7 separate regions of the Mus musculus genome follow, and all the other regions are linked to region 5. The links are chromatin contacts, called in public HiChIP or PLAC-seq and promoter capture Hi-C maps. All regions are on one chromosome and are shown on one strand. Each heading gives the region's core, a stretch centred on a gene start, on an enhancer-like site or on the middle of the called end of the contact. The rest is flanking DNA. Distances are from core to core; before and after follow the strand shown.

Region 1 (2,700 bases), core at 20-2,519, 470 kb before region 5:
CATCGTCAATGTTCTAGACGAGAAAAGGGAAAAAGAAAAGTCACGTTACTGCTTCGGCCCCATCTTAGTAAAACTATGTTTACTGAATACACCCTCCACATCTCTAGATTACTCCTTTAATGCTAAGAGTCAACAGGACAGTAACTCTGAGTTAGCCAGTGTTGACTCCTGTCACAAGGAGATTTAGAAGTCCATCAAGGCTAACACTCAAAGTGACCCCTAACACCTTCCCCCATGAAGCTAGTTAAGGTTAAAGCCCAGACTGCAAAGCGGGCAGCCTAACTAACCGGTTCTAGCTAAATGACAGGAGCAGGAAGCTGGAGAGGCCAGTGGTCTTGTGGCTAGGACCACAAGGGTTTATAAAACTGGTAAGAGGCAAGTAGCAAAACGCTCAAACACACCCAGGGGATGCTCTCTAAGTGTAAGTAGTGTCTCCCATCCTACATCCTCTCAGCTGCCTGCAGCACCCATTACTTTGACCTTAAGTAACTTAACACCTCGAAACCTTAGTGCCGGAAATTAAGTTACTGCAAGAACTATACACCACAGCTGTAATATGTACAATACACAGTGGCCACCATTACTACCCATTATGCATTCGCCAGTGCCTATTGTTAGGACAGATCTTAAATTCCCATCCGGCTCATCTTATCCAGCAGCCGAAATCCGCACATGCAAGCAGTCTCAAGAGCCCCGGGGGTCTGGTACCTTCACGATGACGGCTTTGCGTCCGGAGTAGCGTCCGGCCAGGACCAGCACCACTTTCCCGGGTTTCATGAACTTGCCCATCTCTGCAGAGACAAAGACAAGGAAGGAGCCGCTCACAAGTGTGTAAAGCGGAAGGCCCCGGAGCCGACGTCTACCTGCGAGCCCCGGTCGTAGGCCCGCGACTTTAGATCACCCGCTGCCGACTCCGCCACGCGGCCCGGAGGTCCTGCTCGAGGGATGCGACTCCCCGTGAAGCCGCCAGAGGCTCAGAGTCCGAATGAGCCCAGCAACCCGACCCCGGGACCGCGATGGCGGCGGATTGCAAGACCCTCTCCAGGCCTTTACTCACCGACAGCAGGCAGCCGGCACCCAGCAGAAAGGAAAGGAGGGCACTTCCGCTAACCTTTCACCTTACGGAGAGGTGGCTTCACTTCCTGTCCCGCCTCCCAGGCCCAGCCATGCCCCACGGTTGGTGGTCAAAGTTGTTGGCGGAAGGAGCTCGTCAGGGAGGGTCGGGCACTGCGTTTTTGAACCAAGCTTTATTAGCAGCACGAGCAGCAGACAGGAACAGAGCGTTCCGGTTCCGGCGTGTGGAGGGAGGAGCGAGGATGACACCTGAATGTGAGCTCTGTTCTGTCCCCTTCATTGCTGTAGTCCCCTACTCTGCCACTAGGAGGAGGACAGAGTCTGAAATTCACAGTTTTGCTTTGTAAGACCGGGCTTTGCGGGGGTGTGTGTGTGGGGGGGTGTGGGTGTGTGTGTGTGTGTCAGTGGTGGGCGGGGGTGTGTTTGTGTGTGTGTGTGCTGCATAAACCTGTAATCCCATCGTTTGAGGGGCTGAGACAAGAGTTCCAGTTCTAGTCCAACGTAGGTTACATAGACTCTGTCTTCCATAGGTAAATAAATTACAATTTATTTTAATTTAAATAATTTAAAATTATTATCCATAAGAAACAAAATGACAGCCGGGCGTGGTGGCGCACGCCTTTAATCCCAGCACTTGGGAGGCAGAGGCAGGCGGATTTCTGAGTTCGAGGCCAGCCAGGTCTACAAAGTGAGTTCCAGGACAGCCAGGGCTATAAAGAGAAACCCTGTCTCGAAAAACCAAAAAAAAAAAAAAAAAAAAAAAAAGAAACAAAATGACCTCCTCGCGCACAGTTAGATGAAAAATGAAAAATGGAAAAGATCAGACAGTATCCTTATCTCCAACATTCAACCCGATGATGTCAGATATTGACTACAATAAGCATGTGGTACTCCTAGCTTTTAAAATATATTTTTAAATTAAAATATATATTATATATTTGTATATATATATATATATATATATATATATATATATATACACACATATATGTTGAGATTTAGATTTTGTTTTGTTTTGTTTGGTTTGGTTTTTTTTTTGAGACAGGGTTTCTTTGTGTAGCCCTGGCTGTCCTGGAACTCACTCTGTAGACCAGGCTGGCCTCGATAGATTTATTTTTATTTTTTTGTATGAGTATTTTGCTTTTTTGCCTGCATGTATGTATATGCACCAAGATGAGTGTCTATTCTCCAAGGAGGTCAGAGGAAAATGTTGGATGCCCTGGAACTGGTTTTACAGATGATTGTGAGTCACTGTGTGGGTGCTGGGAATTGAGCCTGGGTTCTCTGCAGATCTTCTGCAAGAGCAGAAACTGCTCTAAGTACCATCATCTCTCCAGCCCCTATTTATTATTACTTCAATATTTTTCAGTTCATTTTTTTTTTTTTTAAAGATTTATTTATTATTTTATGTAAGTACACTGTAGCTGTCTTCAGACACACCAGAAGAGGGAGTCAGATCTTGTTACAGATGGTTGTGAGCCACCATGTGGTTGCTGGGATTTGAACTCTGGACCTTCGGAAGAGCAGTCGGGTGCTCTTACCCACTGAGCCATCTCACCAGCCCCCTTTTCAGTTCATTTTAAAGGACTTATTTTCAGTTATGTGTATGTTGATATGTGGGTATGT
Region 2 (2,700 bases), core at 13-2,512, 450 kb before region 5:
ATTTTTTCTGAAAGTGACAATAAAAAATAGAGACAGTACCATCTCTGCCCAGGACCTTCCATGGCATTCAATACTGGACAGGGCCTGGCCACTTTTTAAGTCTGTTGACTTGTGGTTGACTGCTCCTTGTGCAAGGGTATATGGGTATGAGAAGGAAGGAACTGGAAACACTTCAGATCAGCATAAGTCACTATCTCCTACCAATAAGTTTTCTTGGCTAAACCATTTTGAGTGGGAAGAAAGCCACATGTGGACTGCAATCTGCACAACAGGAAGCGGAAAAGGCGGCCTGTCTCAAAACTTCCAGCTTCCAGACGTTCAAAGTTTGTAAGGAATCTTCCCGCGTTGTGGTTTACAGAATTTCCTTGCTTCTTCGGTGTACTGAAGAACGCACTGGTCAGTCAGAAGGCCCCGTTCAGAGAACCCCGTTATTAACCAGGATGGCAGAGCAGTCTGAAAACACTGTCAGGACATCCTTATAGTCAGGTGTGTTTCTTTCCACTGCCAAGGGATGGTGTCTGTTCACCAAAGCCGTCACTGAGATAAGACAGCATAAAGATCACAGCCTATCTATATGCCAAAAAAAGCACGGGGCATTAATTTCAATTTCCATGGATTCCAATTCACTTCCCTTTCACTTAACACTTCTCCCGTTCCCAATGTTCATTCTATCAATAAGTGCTCAGGGTATATACTTCAGGGTAGAGAGAGTGACACAAATACACACTCAAGTACCTCAAAGTCGACAGAGGCAGCACGGCTTCCATTACCAACTGCCTTTTCAATACTCTTTAAGGCTCGCCATATGTCTTTCTGCATCTTCCTGACTCTTCTCTCTATCTTGCATACACGTGCCTATAGTACTTCCAGCTCGGTCGCTCCTCACCCTTTCTACCTCGGTCCGTGTCAGCATCACCACCCACAAACTCCCCGCCTGCATCATCTTCATCCGCATCCGGAACTAGCGGCAGACACTCACCTGGTCCTCACCCCGCACCCGTGGCCGGTCCCCCGGCAGCACATCGCTTTCGTCACCGCCACAAGGGTCTGCCAGCCCCTCGTAACCCAGGACGTGAGGACAGCCGCGGAAGGCAAAGTCTTCGAGCTCGCGCAGGAGACGCTGCTGCTCCGCCGGCGCCCCGCGCACTACCTGGCGCAGACGGAACTGCACCTGCGCGAAGTGCGAGGACAGCGCGAGCAGGGCCGAATCCAGCTGCCGCCGCTCGGCTTCCAGCCGCCTCAGCGTGCGGACAGTCGCGTCGGATGGAGAGCCCGGAGCCGCTCCAGGCTCTTCGGCTGCCGCCGCCTCCGAGAACGTCGCCGCCCCAGGACCGGCCTCGGCCACTGCCCCCACGGGAGCCCAGCGCACAGTCTCGCATGGTGGCAGCGACTCCTCCTCCTCTTCTTCTTCTTCCTCGTCCTTCGCCTTAGGCCCGACAGCGGTCACCACAGTTCCTAGCTCCGTAGCCACTTCCACCGTCGCCATCTTCCCGGAAACGCCGCCCGCACGTCAGTGGCGCCCCCTTGCTGCCATGGCAACGGGCTCTGGCAGGGAAGCCTGGACGAGTGGTGGGCGGGTCTTGCACTCCTCCAATCTCGGGAGGGCCCGCCCCCTCGGGACTTTAATGCATTTTGTGAATTAGACACTTTGAGTTGGAGGAACAAGTGAATGAAACCGAGAACAAGTAACTTCCTGCATATAGGGGCTAGAGTAGCCCTTTCCCTGGATAGAGAGTAGATATTGTATTTCTGATATGTTTATTTCTGGAGACCCCGAGATGTAGAAAACGCTCCCGGTGTCCTTCTGGAGTCCAAATCACTCTTGCTGTCAAGCCAACTTTCTTTCCCTCCCTCGCAACCCTTCCTCCTACCATATAAGGAGAGGCAGCTGCTAGGAGCCTCCTAGAATCTAAAGATAGAGGCCTTTTCTTGGGACTCCAAAAGCCACGGGGCAGCTGGAGTCACCATGGAACGGTGAGTTTCAGGCCGCCATCATACAGGTCCTACATATTCCCCTGTCCGTTTTCCTGCAGATTTCCTCTCCCACATTTGTAGAAGCCGCTGAGTCTGCCCACCAGCACCCCAGACTCCACGTCTCTGTGACTGTGGGTGAGAGGGGGTGGTGAGATCTGAACGTATTTTCTAACTCCTTACTTCCCTTGGCTCTCTGGGTTTATTCTCGCCACCTCTGCCCACTCCCACTACTCCCCTCTGTCTGGTTCAGTGGCACCACGTACGACTCTACTGTCTCCTCCCTCCACCTTTCCATATTGCCTTCAGTCTTGCCCACCCCTACCAAGCCCCACCTCCAACCTCTTCAGGCAGCCTGCCCGGACTCTGTGGTACGACAGACCCAAATATGTTTTCATGGAGTTTTGCGTTGAGGACAGCACCGACGTCAGTGTGCTCATTGAGGACCACCGCGTCGTGTTCAGGTAGTAGTCTTCCCCTGTGGACTGGCCTGGGGTCTCAAGAACCGTTCCTATCCTCCTGGTGTCTCAAGAACTTATCCTGTCACTTCCTATGTCTCTTTACTGTAACTTTAGCTGCAGGAATGGTGATGGAGTGGAGCTGTATAACGAGATTGAATTCTATGCCAAGGTGAACTCCAAGGTGAGGGCAGGGTAAGGATAGTCATATCTGAACAAGAAAGGCTGGCCAAGCAAGGAGACTGGAAGTTTATCCTAAAAATAAGGCTAT
Region 3 (2,700 bases), core at 153-2,652, 400 kb after region 5:
GAAAGGGAACTGCAGCTCTGGCTTCTCCTTTGCTCCTGAGGATGACATTTTCCTGAAGAAGAGCTTGGGCAGGAATGTGTGGCTTTTGCGGGTAAAGCTTGTGTTCTGTGTAAGAAGGGAGGAGGAGATGTCAGCCCCGGCTCCTCAAAGCCAGCCCGCAAGCACCACACCCTAGTCTCTGGCCGAGTTCTCCCAGAGGGGGACCGCTTGTCAGTTGAGGAATCCCCAAGCCTAACTTAAAGCACCCTTGAATGGTGGATGCTTTCCCCGGAGGGGAATGGTGGATTTTCTTCCTCGCAGTAGATCCTTCAGTATCTTCAACAGCTGGGTTGTAAGGTAGAGGGAATCTTTCTGAAGCTACCTAACCTCTTAGTCTCTGGCTCCAAGGATCACTCTCTGCTCCCCCTCAGAACACCTTGGTGACAGGGCACGCAAGGGCAGCAAGTGCCTGTGGCTCCCTGTCAGCCCTAACTTATATATTCTTGGCACCTCTTAAGGATGTCCTGTTTGGAGGCCTGGGGCTCTATGTATGGGCAAAGCCACAGCTGCCTTGGCTCTCTTGAGTGTGCAGAGGAGGGTGAGGGCAGGGGAGGGTGACCCAAAGACCGCCTCCCTCCACCCAACAATGGCACCAACAGATAATACTCTCTTGTCTGGGTATAGGGGGACAATGGTCCCACAGAGGGCTGGTGGGGGGCAGGGCAGGAGGGCACTGGACAAAGGGCATATTCACAACCACCTCCTCCTCTGCTCTCTCAGTGCGCCCCCTCCCCCAATCTGTAGGATTAGGGCACAGGGCACCTGTATTCAGAGATCTGTGCCCCCTATTCTGCTGTGTGTTAGCAGCACCTCTCTGACAAAAACAAGACATAGCGGTTTCAGTTGTCATCTACAACGGCTTCCGCCCCTGAGAATTTAGCTGGCTTCTGGCTTCTCTATAGCCTTGTGCAGGAACCCACTCCCAGCGCGGGCTCCACAACAGCCCTGCACTCTCTGGTGCTACCCAGACCCATTTGCCAGCTGGTGTCGCCAAGGAGCATCGACTTTCACTTCCCTGCGGCGATATTTCCTTCTCCAAAGACACTAAGACTCCCCCAAAATATCCCCGCTCGCGCCCCTTGCCTTAGGGCTGCCTTGGAGGACCCAGAGGCAACTTCAACTCCGGAACCTGGTGTCCTCATTTGCAAACTACTTCTGCCCATGCATCCCCAAGAATCTCGCTTTCAGTTAGCCTCTCTCCCGCCCCGGCCCCCACGCACGCGCTGCGCTCACCATGATGAGTGGGCGCACCGCCGTCACCGCCTTTGCGGGTACTATGTCTCCGGGGCCGCCCGCCTGCGTGAGGGACACGGGCGTCTCCGGGTGTCCGGGGCCCCCCCACGCAGGGTCCCTTTCATAGCCTGGGGGCGGGGCGCGCGGACAGGGCGGGGTCAGCCCGAGCCTCTGCGCACGCGCCCCCGGGGAATGGAAACCTGAGTGCCAGGAAGCAGCGGTCTGAGCCTTGGCAGAAAGTAAAAGCACACCTGGACTCTCAATGCCAAGAAAGAGTCCGCCACGCCACCTCTTTGTTCCTTAAAAGTTAAAGTTTAACTTTTTCCCTTCTCTGAGACAGGAACTCACTATGTAGCCCTGACTGTCCTGGAACTCACCATGTAGATCAGGCTGGCCTGGTACAGAGATCTGCCTGCCTCTGCCTCCCAAGTGCTTGGATTAAAGACATCACCAGGAGAGAGATGAACTCTTAAAACAGGAGGCAGTTGCCTTTCCTGGGTTCCCAGGCAGGCTGGGATGAAATGGGTGCAGTCAGATAGTTTAAAATTTTGAAACAGGCTCATAGACCTTATCACAACTGACATGTGAAGGAAGTACCATTCAGGCCACGAAACCAGGCCGATAGGCATCACCGCCTCCTAAAACAAAAACAAAGACCTAATTCATCAAAGTCCATAATTCTGGGAAAGGCCCTAAATGTCCTAACCTTGATTTTTGGCTCCTATAGTCTGCTTCTGACTTAGGTGTGTCAACACAGGATGTGGTTTTTATGATTAAAAGCCTACCCTGAGAAAAGTGCTGGGTGGTGGTGGCACACACCTTTAATCCCAGCACTTGGAAGGCAGAGGCAGGTGGATTTCTGAGTTCAAGGCCAGCCTGGTCTACAGGGTGAGTTCCAGGACAGCCAGGTCTACACAGAGAAACCCTGTCTCAGGAAAAAAAAAAAAAAAAAAAAAAAAGTCTAGTGAAGGGGCTGAGGGGCTGGCTAATAAAGACTTTCTATTGGCTTCCGCTTGGGTCTAAGCAGTCTTCTTTGCTGGATATCCCCCAAAAAAGGTTTGTTTTAAAGATGAATCTCATGTAACCCAGGCTAAGTTCAAACTCTCTATGTAACAAAGGGTGACCTTGAACTTCTTATCCTCTTGCTGGAAATTCATACATACAAGAACATGTCAGCTGTTTAAGATGCTGGGGTTCCTGCAAGCTAGGCAAGTGCATCCTAGCTTCGAGGACGTGGTGACATTGTTCACTTTCACTTTTTTCTTTAATCCCAGCACTTGGGAGGCAGAGGCAAGCAGATCTCAGTGAGTTCCAGGCCAGCCTGATCTGCAGAGTGAGTTCCAGGACAGCCAGGCCTACAGAGAGACACCCTGTCTCAACAAAACAAAACAAAACAAACGGATATATAATTATATATAATTTCTCAGG
Region 4 (2,700 bases), core at 163-2,662, 500 kb before region 5:
GTACTGAGTGGAAAGTTTTAGGGGAGCTTTTGCGTCCTCTGGTGGATGTTTTGGTAGAAAGAGCAAAGGGAAGGCTAAGGAAGCTAGAATCCTTTGACAGCTAAGCTGGGCCAGAGCTAAGCCCCAAAGCCAATTTCAGCCTCATCTCAGACTAGCAATAAGCAAACCGCCATTTGCATGACATCTTTTGCCTAGAAGAGGATGGAGAAAGGGGCTTGGAGGGCTGTGATCGGGATGTAAAGTGAATGAATGAATGAATGAATGAACAAATAAATACACATACATACATACATGCATACATAAGTGAAAAAAATCCTTCTTTAGCCGGGCATGGTGCTGCACGCCTTCAGTCTTAGCACTCATGAGGCAGAAGCAGGCAGATCTCCCTGAGTTTGAGGCCACTCTAGTCTATATAATGAGTTCCAGGTCAACCAGGTCTAAATAGAGAAATCCTGTCTCAAAACAAACAAAACTCTTCTTTAAGTCGAAGATGTTCATTTTAATGTTATCTCGTTTTGAATAACCGTGTAAAGGTAACTAAAGCACACAATCTCATCGCTGTTTTACAAAAAGTAAACAGACACACAGCATTAACACCCAAAACTGTTAAGTTTAAGTTAGAGATGTAACTCGGGAGTAGAGCTACATTCATGAGGCTCTGGGTTCTATCCTCAATTCCAACAAAAGGAAAAGAGAGTGTGAAAGAAAAGGGAGGTGGTGGCACATGTCATTTTAACCACAGAACTCCGGAGGCAGAGCCAGCCTTGTATTCATGGCACCTTCTAGGCTCCAGGCCAGACCTGGCTACATGGTGAGACCCTGTCTTAGAGGTTCTCATGCTTGTAGTTTGCCACTGCAAGAACATAGTGAGTAAGCCGGGCGTGGTGGAGCACACCTTTTATCCCAGCACTTGGGAGGCAGAGGCAGGCGGATTTCTGAGTTCGAGGCCAGCCTGGTCTACAAAGTGAGTTCCAGGACAGCCAGGGCTACACAGAGAAACCCTGTCTCAAAAAACAAGCAAACAAAAGAACATAGTGAATAAAGTCTGCTTATTAGTAAACGGTAGAGTTCAACCTGAGGCACAATTTCACCGGAGTCTGATCCACAGGTGGCTAGATTATAAATTCAGATTTTAAATTATCCTTCAGACTGTGTCACGACAACTTTTAATTCGTATAAGGCTTTCTACGAATAAATCAAGTCTTAGACTCGGCATGCCCCAGAATCTCCTCATGCTTATCAGTCACACGCACGTACACCACCACCCTCCACCTGCACCGCTAGTCTTTTCGCGCCCTCGCAGCTCGGTCAGCAGAGGGACTAGCCCTTTAAGTCCGCCCGCGAAGCCCCACCCCCCGAGCAAGGCCCCGCCCCACCCACTGGTGTCCGCAGCCTGCGCTCTTCCTGACGCGTGTCCCGCCCTTCCCAGCTGTGCACCGGTTCTGTACAGCTGGGAACGCACGTCGCGAGTCTAGCCATGTCCGCGGAGAGGGAAGCAGCTGAGGCGGCCACTGTGGCAGCGGCGACCGAGGCCGGGGCGGAGACCGGGACCGGAGCCGGGGAGGGTGCGCCTTCGCAGCCCCCGACAGTCGAGGTGGCAAGCGACCCGCAGCCACCCCCGGCCCCCGAAGCGTCAGCATCCGCTTCGGCACCGCCACTGCGCTGCCTGGTACTCACCGGCTTCGGTGGCTACGATAAGGTGAAGCTGCAGAGCCGGCCGGCGGTGCCCCCGGCCCCGGGTCCGGGTCAATTGACGCTGCGCGTGCGAGCCTGTGGGCTCAACTTCGCCGACCTCATGGGCCGCCAAGGGCTGTACGACCGACTACCGCCTCTGCCGGTCACCCCCGGCATGGAGGGCGCGGGCGTGGTAGTGGCAGTGGGCGAAGGCGTCGGCGACCGTAAGGTGAGCGGTAGCAGGGCAGGAGTGGGCGCGTGCCGGGGGTGTGGCCGGGCCGGGAAGCCAGCAAGGACGCGGGTGGACTAAACATGGAACACATGGAAAGCAATTTATGTCTCCAGGCGTCTGGGAAAAGGATTTACTGGGAACTGGCAACAGTGTTATTGCCCCTTCCCAAAGCATTTTTTAGTAGTGGCCGCCGCCCCAAGCGGAGTTGGGGGGAAAACAATAAGGCGCCCAGGCGCATGCGCAGGATGACCTGCTCGCCCCCCTCCCACCCCCTTCCCCAAGTAAAACCACACCTGTACCCCTGCCCACTAAACACTCCCGGGGCAGTTGTGGTTTGTGACTCTGAGTGGTGGCTAACTCCCCCTTCCCTCCCGAGGGAGCTTTGAGAAGCTATGTAGATGGGGTTAGGCGGAGGCTCAGAGGCCGTGCCAGAGCGCTAGTCACATGCAGCCCCGTGGTGTATGGGGGTGTATGACGGCCCCTCCCCGAGCTGGGCCAAAGGGGACACACCCATCATGGAGCCCAGAGAGGCTGGCTTCCCCCACCGCCACGGGCCTTACGCTACTACTCGGGTATTTGACGTGGGGGAGGCGGGAATCAGTCTCCCATCTTTGTCTTGGGCTTGCTTTCTCGTGACTGCAACTCCATCCCTTCTTCAGTGACTCAGCTAGCAGGCCACGACCCAGGGTTACCCTTGGGAACTTCCGGCCCAAACCGCTGCTCCTCCTCCCTTTCAGAGGACCCCAGCCCCCGAAATCCAGGCGGAGCCCATTTGGACTAGGGTAGGGAGGTGT
Region 5 (2,700 bases), core at 168-2,667:
ATGGCTGGGACTAAAGGCGTGCGTCGCCACTCTCGCCTGAGGGTCTCTCTTCTTTAACCTCAAGTGAGAAAACCAATTGGTGTGTTGGGGGATTGCTGTTTTATTCAGAGGTCCCTAAAGTTCTATACCCTATATGGCAATCTGCTCCACACGTTGGTGAATTGATTGATTAGATCGACGACCCTCGAGTCTCCACAGAGCAGCGTTTAACTTAAGGAGGGTGGGCACCAGACTAGAAGTGACCTTTTGCCGAGAACCCATCCAGGCGGGGAACCCCAAGCCTGGTTTCCTAATCAGGGAAAAGGTTTTCAGTATCTCTGTGGGAAAGGGAATTGGGGTGGCTCCAGGGATTGCTGAGGGCCTGTGTCTAGAGACACAGGGCAGCCTGTGTCTCTAGACGTCTGTGCTAAGGACTTTTCTGCGCCTGCTCAGAACTGCCAGCTCCTTGGTGTTCAGCACCATGAAGAAAACTGTTCGCTTCCCCATTCGGTAGTACCGCTATAGTTGCCCCAATTCCTGCCCCAGGGAAAGGTACTGAGTACCGGTGGAGTTCAGAGACCTGGAGCTAAGAACAGATGGCAACAGTAACCTGGAGTGAACCCTGGAGAGCCACCTGCCTCCTCTTGGCCTTCTTTTCTCTGCTAGGTAAAGAGATGGGGTTCCGTGATCTCCCTGAATGCTCACCTAATATCCGAGAACCCAAGGGAAGAACGAGTCCGACGCTCACATTCTTAGAATTAGCTAGATATCTGCTGGAGGGGGCCCTGGGAGAAGTGACCAAAAGCTTTTACTTTATAATTTACTTCTCGCCTTAATCATGCCCTGTCCTTACAATTCTAAGAGAAACCTAGAGGCCCTTTCTAGGCCGTCACCCTTTCTGTCATTTCATCTCTTCCCTCTCTCTCACTAACAACCCCACAAGATTTGGGGGACAGTGGTAACTCAGTGTATAGATAGACGATGGGGGCAGACCCCCAAATCTTTGAAAAAGATTGTATAGGGCAAGGATCCTCCAAGGACATGAGGCATAGACACAAACTACTCGTTTACACCCAATTCACGCGCCATTTGGACCTCAGCTTGATCTTAAAAGGCTGGAGTGGGTTTGTGGGTGAGGAAAGAGAAAGAGTAGAGCACACTCCGAAGACCTAATTCCTTTCCGCAGCTCACATTCCTCTGCCCCAGTCCCGCTGCCGCAGCCTCCACTGCCAAGGGGGGCCCTAGACTCCCGCTCCAACTATTCCAACCATCCTGAACAGGGTGGGGCGCCCAGCTCTTGGGTTCCCCTCTGCTGCCCCTCCGGGGTTGGTCTCCCCTCCTGCCCCGGTTCCTCCCTTTCTGGGGTGGGGCCAGCCAATGGCCGACGGGACTCCGGGTTTGGTCTAGGAGCCGGGCAACTCGCAGATTCCCCGCCCCACAGTTCTGGCTAGAGTCCCGGTGCGCACGGACGTGGCTCGAGTTTCCTCCGCTCTGGGCTCCTGCTCGCTGTCCAGTCTCTCGCTCCTCCTTCTCTCCCGGTCTCCCGCTCCAGTTCCACCCGGTCGGCCCCGCACGGCTCCGGGAAGCCATGGAGGATGTCACGCTCCATATCGTTGAGCGGCCGTATTCCGGATTTCCCGATGCTTCCTCAGAGGGCCCGGAGCCCACCCAAGGGGAGGCGCGGGCCACGGAGGAGCCGTCGGGGACCGGCTCCGACGAGCTGATCAAGTCGGACCAGGTGAACGGTGTGCTGGTGCTGAGCCTTCTGGATAAAATCATCGGCGCCGTTGACCAGATCCAGCTGACCCAAGCCCAGCTGGAGGAGCGACAGGCGGAGATGGAGGGCGCTGTGCAGAGCATCCAGGGAGAGCTGAGCAAGCTGGGCAAGGCGCACGCCACCACGAGCAACACCGTGAGCAAGTTGCTGGAGAAGGTGCGCAAGGTCAGCGTCAACGTGAAGACCGTGCGCGGCAGCCTGGAGCGCCAGGCCGGCCAGATAAAGAAACTGGAGGTCAACGAGGCGGAGCTGCTGAGGCGCCGCAACTTCAAAGTCATGATCTACCAGGTGAGCCCGCGGGGCGGACCGCGCCCAGAGCTGGGGTCCCGGCCTGGGATCCGGGTGGGGACACCCGGCCGAGGCTCGTCTCTCCGCCAGCCCGGCCTGGTGAGAGCGGTCAGGAGCTCCTCCCCCCTTCCTGTGAACCCAGTTGGAGTGGGGTTTAGGGAGTGGCAAACTCTTGGGGCTCACAGAGGGGCGCACCCTGCGCCTTCCTCTCCAGGCTCCTCCCCACGGTCTCTAACTCCTATCGGAAAAGTTAGCGGGCTAGACTTGGGAACGCTGAATGCTCCCAGCTTGTCTCTGTCAAACGCCTTTCCACTTGGAGGAAGTTTTTTTTTTGGTGGGGCGGAGAGAGGGAAAAGGGAGGGAATGCCCGAGGTCTCTGGTGGTCTCTGTATGCCCCTCTGTAAGCAGACACTAAAGGTGGGGCCCGGGACCTGGGGCCTCCGGCGCTGCGGGCCCGATATAGCGGGTGATTCAGGGCTCAGGCACGCAGTGGCGGGGGCGCCATGCAAGGGACACGATCGTCAGCCCCCCACACCCTATCCCCGCGCCCCCGCACCAACCTCGGCTACCCACGCATGTCCCTAGGCCGCGATCTGCCCCTGGCCTCCAGGCACTTTCAGTTCCCAAGGGTCTTGCAGTGCGCGGGCGCCCTTGGC
Region 6 (2,700 bases), core at 184-2,683, 370 kb after region 5:
AAATTTACTAACTTGGCTAGTTGAGCATGGAACTCCCATGGCTCACATAATAGTGATGTCCACTGAAATCATCATTTGGTTTCCATTAGAAGCCAGCAGCACACTAGGCACATGGGAGGGAGCAGTGTTGAGGAAAGACCACCAACCAGTAGTCCATAACAACTACTAGCTCTGGGTCCTGTTTTTTGTTACTAATAAGCTTTGTGCTGCTGGCACAGTGGGGGTGCTTTGGTTTTCCTCAAGGATCTGGCTATTCTTAGTCACTGCTGACTGACGAAGCAGCTAGATTTTAGTTGCAGATGGGTTAGTATCTATGCCAGAGTTTACTACATTTCTTCAAAGTGCTTTTTTTCAGCTTCTGGAATCCTGTTTAGGGAAAGCCCATGGAATCTCTTGGCATGTCTGCTCTTAAAACATACGCTTTTCCTAGAGTTTTTATAGCACTTTGCTTAATTTATGTTTCAAGGAATTTTGTATATTGCATTGAAAGATTTCAGTTGAGACTCTTAAGTGTTGCAGGTGAGGGAGGCTGTTCCTGGGTTCTTGTAGTAGCAGATGGCCTTTTTATAGCATTGTGACAGTTAGTATAATGAGATTTTTCAGGCCGATTTCCACCCAGCAGAGTTTAAATCTGTCAGCATTAGTAGGTCACCCCATTTTCCTCCTCCTTTCTCCCAGCAGTCTTTTTATGTCAGTGGGGCTTACCAGAGCAGTGTTGGGGACGAATGGAAGTGAAGGGAGCTTTGCCAGTTTGTCGTTTGAAACATGTAAGAAATGAACCACAAATCTCTCCTGTGCTGTGTCACAGGATCAGGCTGCAGTCAGTCCCCTATCATCGCCATGAACTGTTGCTGCCAGGGATGCAGTCAGCGACGCAGTGATGTCCACTGGCCTGGCGTGTTCAGATCCCCGGGTTTGATCCCCAGTTCTAGAGTGGGACACCAAAAACTCTGACTTCTGTCTCTCCTCTGGCAGCCGTGGACTGGTTTCCCTTTTGCATAGATGGCTATGGCAAGTAGGAAAGGAAACAAATCCTTAAAAGAAACATGCTTCAATAGTTAGGCTGCAGTAAAGAATCATCTATCATTCAGTTTGGGAAATAAGATGTTTTGAGGTACTTCTTGTATTTTTTCATCTCTGAGACAGGTTCTTCTGTGTAGCCCTGACTGGCCTGGAGCTTCCTATGTGCTGTACAGACCAGGCTGGCCTCAGAGTCACAGAGATCCACCTGCCTCTGCCTCCTGAGAGCTGGAAATAAAGGTGTCTGCCTCCACACCCAGCGACTTTGGGTACTTTTGATAGAGTTCTCTTGCTTGTTCTTTTCAATACTGTTTGTCCAGTCTTGTCTTGACGCCAGCTGGTGGGTGGACAGCACAGCGTGGTGGGCGGACGGCACGGAGAGATAGGCACTTCCTCCGGCATCTGACTCCCTGCTGTCAACTTTGCTCTGTCTTCCATCTTACACAGCACACTGTCACTCCTTGGCTATACACTTTGACTGTTCTTCCAGTGACAAATGGGCAAATGACTCTCAGGAAACGGAATTAAGATTCTCAAGGCTGTGTCCCGTTTCATACTGAGAAGTCAGTTGTCCCCAGTGGAAATTACCTACAAATGTAGACGTTTGCAAATATTGACGTATCACAAGTTTATAATCCTAGCACTTGGTAGGCTACAGCAGAATTGCCACAAATTCAAGGTCAGCCTGGGCTACATGTTAGGACACTGTCTCAAACTCAGCCCTTCAAAAAACAAAAAAGAGGCCGGAGTTGTGACATTCTGGAAAATTCAGTGCTGCCTTTCAGTGGCTCACTTACTAAGTATAAGTGTGTGTTTATTTTTTAAAGACTTATGTATATGAGTGCACGGTTGCTGTCTTCAGGCACCAGAAGAGGGTCTCAGATCCTATTGGTTGGGAGCCACCATGTGGTTGCTGGGAATTGAACTAAGGACCTCTGGAAGAGCAGTCAGTGCTCTTAACTGCTGAGCCATCTCTCCAGCCTGTGTGTTTGGTTTTTTTAAAGATTTATTTATTTTATATATATAAGTACACTATATCTGTCTTCAGACACACCAGAAGAGAGCATCAGATCCCATTACATATGGTTGTGAGCTACCATGTGGTTACTGGGAATTGAACTCAGGACCTCTGGAGTCCTGAGTTTTAGGAGCAGCCAGTGCTCCTAAAAGCTGAGCCATCTCTTCGGTCCGTTTTTAGTTTCTGGGTTTTTTTTTTTTGTTTTTGTTTTTTTAAAGATTTTTTAAAAAAATTTTATGTGTATGAGTATTTTGCCTTTGAGTATGGATGTGCACTGCTTATTCCTGATGCCTTTAGATGTCAGAAGAGGATAGTGGACCTCCTGCAGCTGGAGTTACAGGTGGTTGTGAGCTCCCATGTGGGTGCTTGGAACTGAACCTAGGTCCTCTACGAGAGGACCATCTCTCCAGCCCCTGGTTTTGGTTTTTGATACTAGATCTCAGGTAATACAGATATCCTCAGACTTGATGTGTAACCAGGGTTGGCTTTGAAATCCTGATCTCCTGACTCTACACCCCATGTGTAGGATTGTAGGCATTTGATACCATACCTTGTGGGGTTTGTTTTGTATTACTGTGTTGTGGTTTTGACACAGTCTTGCTCTGTAGCACAGGCTGGCCCCAAAATCACAGAAGTTTTTTTGTCTCAGCTTCTCCAAACTC
Region 7 (2,700 bases), core at 121-2,620, 410 kb before region 5:
CCAGTGTTGGGCTGGGCTGCCCTTCCCCCAAGGCACCCTTCTATCTCTTCTCCATCCCTGACTTCTTGATTGTTAAAATGGCCCCACCATTGTGACTAGATCCTCAGCCCCTCCGTGTTTAAGCATTTGTAATGTGAGTTGAGTGATAGTAACTTCTCCACAGTGGTGTTGAGAGGATGGCTGTTTTGAGGTTTGGTCTGTTGCTATGTACTGTAATGCTAAATACTGGTCCCCAAGATCTTGCTGCCGCCTCACTACACCAAGTGACGCTATGTGCAACCTTGCTCCTTTATTCAAAACGATTGGTTGAATAAAGATGCCTACAGCCTATAGCTGGGCAGAAGAGAGGTAGGTGGAGTATCAGTTCCTGGGCTTGGGGTCTGAGGCAGGACTGACCATGAACAGGGAGAAGAGAAGAGGAGTGGAGAGAGGGGAAGACACCATGGGGTAAGGGATTGTGAGACCTGGCTATGAGGGCTGGCCAGTGGGAGTAAGAGCGGCTCAGGTGGAACGTGGCAAATCATTTCTCAGGGTTATTGACAGAGTAGATATAATAGCATAAAGGGTAGGTTCTGTCCAGCTCTAGTGCTTTGAAGGCTTATTATACATATAAAGGTTGTGGGTCTTTTATATGGGAACTGAATGATCAAAGGTGGGGTAGAAACCTCCCCCCCCACAACTGAGATTAAATAATTCCTACAACATAGATGGCATAAACTATAGAGAGAACTCATACAGCAAACTGACAAGTGTTTTCTGTTACTGGTGGGCTTGTCACTGGCACTACTGGGATGCTGAAAGCTTTCCCTCCACCTAGCATCCTCTGGCAAGGAACCAGAGTCGGGAGCATCGAGCACAGGGCCCCAACCTGAGTTATGGGGTTCGATCAGACAGATGATAACCAACACCCCTCTTCCTGTGTGGGACCATGAGAGTCTTTGCCAGGCTTAGATCACTGCTGAAACTCTCAAGATTGGTATGAACACTCACCCTCCCTGAAATAAACACATTCCAGGAGTCTGGGGCAATCGATCAGCTCTTGCCTCATGCAATGTAGGGTTATGGTGAGGAGGGAGCGGGGTGAGGCTTTGGGGGAGGGGTTGTAAACCAGGATGAAATAAATTGCCTAACAGAAGCTTGAAGTAGCTTCTTTGAGCATTCCTGGGTGCTTCAAGCTTCCTTGGGCTTTTTTTTTAAACCTATAACCCTAACCCTTGCTGAACCCAGCAGGTAACTTGTCTTGTCCTGCTCCCTCCACCCACAGCTTTCATGCAATTGCTTCACTTGGCAGTGGCTCTGCCCCGTGCTCCTCCAAATTGCGATGTAATCCCAGAGCAGTGCCTGCTGACCTGTGGTCTGGTAACCAGTGTGCTGTCTTGGCCACTTGGTCTGATGCTCAGCACTGAGGCCAGATTGTAGTCTGCCTGCTCACTCAACCTCTCCTAACCCTTGTCTTTCACAATGATTGTTAGCGTGACTTTAGTGATCAGCAAGAGAGCCTTCAGGTAGATCCCCCACCCTGCCCCAGCCTGTCGATTGTATAACACGTCAGGAGCTGCACATGGGGAAATGGGCACGAGAATAGTGTGAGGAAATAAAAACTCTTAGCCTCAATGCCTTTGGTATTAGGGGGATGAACCTAGGACCTTGCATACACTCTGGTCACTGAACCAGATTCTCAAAGTGTGTGAGTGTGTGTGTTTGTGTGTAGAGCAGGGGTCAATGTTGCCTGTCTTCCTCAATCCTTCTCCACCTTATTTTTTTGAGGCAGGGTCTCTCATTGACTCTGTAGTTCACCAAACTTAGACTGGCTAGGCAACGTATAAATGGATGATGGCATAGTCACTCCATGACTTGGTTAAAGGAGGGAGGGTTTTTATTGTAGTGTGTGTGTGTGTGTGTGTGTGTAACCTCATGTGCTGTTTCTTTTTTTGTTTGTTTTGGTTTTTGTTTTTTTGAGACAGGGTTTCTCTGTATAGCCCTGGCTATCCTGGAACTCACTTTGTAGACCAGGCTGGTCTCGAACTCAGAAATCTGCCTGCCTCTGCCTCCCGAGTGCTGGGATTAAAGGCCTGCACCACCACGCCTGGCTTCATGTGCTGTTTCTTAACACCCTCCACCTTTTAAGACAGGATCTCTCATTGGCCTGGAACACCACCTCATAAACTAGGCTTGTCTCCCTCCCCCTCCTGTCTCACCATTGCTGGTATTATGTGTGGCCGGGCGTTGGTGGCGCACACCTTTAATCCCAGCACTTGGGAGGCAGAGGCAGGCGGATTTCTGAGTTCGAGGCCAGCCTGGTCTACAAAGTGAGTTCCAGGACAGCCAGGGAACAGAGAAACCCTGTCTCGAAAAACAAAAAAAAAAAAAACAAAAAAAAAAGATGTGCACTACCAGACTTGGTATTTTTACACGCATTTTGAGGACCTGGGTTCAATTTCCAGCACCCACATGGCAGTTCACAACAGCTGTTAACTCCAGCCCCAGGAGATCTGGAATCTGCAAGCACCAAGCACGCACATGGTGCATAGACATATATGCAGACAAAACACCCATACACATAAAACAAAAAGAAAAATAATTAAAACAAAATAAAATAGAATAATAAGCAAGACTCCATTCTTAAATAAAATGTTGCTTTAATAAAATACTGCACATGTAGTTTTCTTATCAAAGATATTAGAAACAAAGTGCTTGGTG

The links. Promoter capture Hi-C pulls out the DNA fragments that hold promoters and counts their contacts. HiChIP or PLAC-seq counts read pairs in DNA pulled down with a chosen protein or histone mark.
Region 1: a contact with region 5 is called in an HNF4G HiChIP or PLAC-seq map of pancreatic cancer cells. The contact joins the promoter of Rpl27 here to the promoter of Cavin1 in region 5. A contact is called at or near these places in 1 of 39 promoter capture datasets (liver) and 2 of 115 datasets of contacts at active chromatin or transcription factors (microglia and pancreatic cancer cells).
Region 2: a contact with region 5 is called in a FOXA1 HiChIP or PLAC-seq map of pancreatic cancer cells. The contact joins the promoter of Ptges3l here to the promoter of Cavin1 in region 5. A contact is called at or near these places in 4 of 39 promoter capture datasets (hippocampal neurons, liver and pre-B cells) and 1 of 115 datasets of contacts at active chromatin or transcription factors (pancreatic cancer cells).
Region 3: a contact with region 5 is called in a promoter capture Hi-C map of liver, with 10 times the contacts expected there. The contact joins the promoter of Cnp here to the promoter of Cavin1 in region 5. A contact is called at or near these places in 19 of 39 promoter capture datasets (the C10 cell line, the HPC-7 cell line, cranial neural crest and 11 more), 2 of 15 datasets of contacts at CTCF or cohesin (large pre-B cells and pro-B cells), 107 of 484 Hi-C or Micro-C datasets (the 63-12 cell line, the AML12 cell line, B cells and 71 more), 25 of 115 datasets of contacts at active chromatin or transcription factors (SST interneurons, T-cell acute lymphoblastic leukemia, astrocytes and 19 more) and 5 of 9 other capture datasets (adipose tissue, embryonic stem cells, liver and 2 more).
Region 4: a promoter capture Hi-C map of erythroid cells shows a contact between it and region 5, with 2.1 times the contacts expected there. The contact joins the promoter of Vat1 here to the promoter of Cavin1 in region 5. A contact is called at or near these places in 2 of 39 promoter capture datasets (erythroid cells and pre-B cells) and 2 of 115 datasets of contacts at active chromatin or transcription factors (embryonic stem cells and pancreatic cancer cells).
Region 6: a promoter capture Hi-C map of liver shows a contact between it and region 5. The contact joins the enhancer-like site here to the promoter of Cavin1 in region 5. A contact is called at or near these places in 10 of 39 promoter capture datasets (the C10 cell line, the HPC-7 cell line, HPC-7-derived erythroid cells and 6 more), 1 of 15 datasets of contacts at CTCF or cohesin (large pre-B cells), 1 of 484 Hi-C or Micro-C datasets (muscle stem cells), 9 of 115 datasets of contacts at active chromatin or transcription factors (embryonic basal ganglia, embryonic forebrain, embryonic limb bud and 5 more) and 3 of 9 other capture datasets (adipose tissue, liver and pancreatic islet).
Region 7: a promoter capture Hi-C map of liver shows a contact between it and region 5, with 2.2 times the contacts expected there. The contact joins the enhancer-like site here to the promoter of Cavin1 in region 5. A contact is called at or near these places in 6 of 39 promoter capture datasets (embryonic stem cells, fetal liver, hematopoietic stem and progenitor cells and 3 more) and 1 of 15 datasets of contacts at CTCF or cohesin (large pre-B cells).

What each region holds. Positions count from the first base shown.
Region 1 is chr11:101,440,814-101,443,513 of GRCm38.p6, reverse strand. Rpl27 (ribosomal protein L27) reads right to left here and starts at 1,269. Exons shown (of 5, transcript NM_011289.3): 1 at 1,058-1,269; 2 at 709-791; 3 at 1-13. The coding sequence starts at 789.
Region 2 is chr11:101,423,890-101,426,589 of GRCm38.p6, reverse strand. Ptges3l (prostaglandin E synthase 3 like) reads left to right here and starts at 1,262. Exons shown (of 7, transcript NM_001357574.1): 1 at 1,262-1,974; 2 at 2,322-2,435; 3 at 2,547-2,613. The coding sequence starts at 1,967. Rundc1 (RUN domain containing 1) reads right to left here and starts at 1,505. Exons shown (of 5, transcript NM_172566.4): 1 at 980-1,505. The coding sequence starts at 1,486.
Region 3 is chr11:100,573,641-100,576,340 of GRCm38.p6, reverse strand. Cnp (2',3'-cyclic nucleotide 3' phosphodiesterase) reads right to left here and starts at 1,402. Exons shown (of 4, transcript NM_009923.2): 1 at 1,273-1,402; 2 at 1-105. The coding sequence starts at 1,275.
Region 4 is chr11:101,464,911-101,467,610 of GRCm38.p6, reverse strand. It overlaps Vat1 (vesicle amine transport 1), which reads left to right and starts at 1,412. Exons shown (of 6, transcript NM_012037.2): 1 at 1,412-1,903. The coding sequence starts at 1,478.
Region 5 is chr11:100,969,334-100,972,033 of GRCm38.p6, reverse strand. It overlaps Cavin1 (caveolae associated 1), which reads left to right and starts at 1,417. Exons shown (of 2, transcript NM_008986.2): 1 at 1,417-2,044. The coding sequence starts at 1,568.
Region 6 is chr11:100,602,049-100,604,748 of GRCm38.p6, reverse strand. The region is part of intron 1 of Dnajc7 (DnaJ heat shock protein family (Hsp40) member C7); the gene reads left to right. Among named protein-coding and RNA genes, the nearest start is that of Dnajc7, 16 kb to the left of the region's middle. Within about 2 kb of position 1,433, at least 37 of the 459 cell types and tissues checked have an H3K27ac peak or open chromatin away from gene starts, as enhancers often do. A contact at or near this core is called in adipose tissue, embryonic stem cells and liver, where this site is marked.
Region 7 is chr11:101,377,826-101,380,525 of GRCm38.p6, reverse strand. It overlaps G6pc (glucose-6-phosphatase, catalytic), which reads right to left. Exons shown (of 5, transcript NM_008061.4): 5 at 2,623-2,700. Among named protein-coding and RNA genes, the nearest start is that of G6pc, 11 kb to the right of the region's middle. Within about 2 kb of position 1,370, at least 16 of the 459 cell types and tissues checked have an H3K27ac peak or open chromatin away from gene starts, as enhancers often do. A contact at or near this core is called in liver, where this site is marked.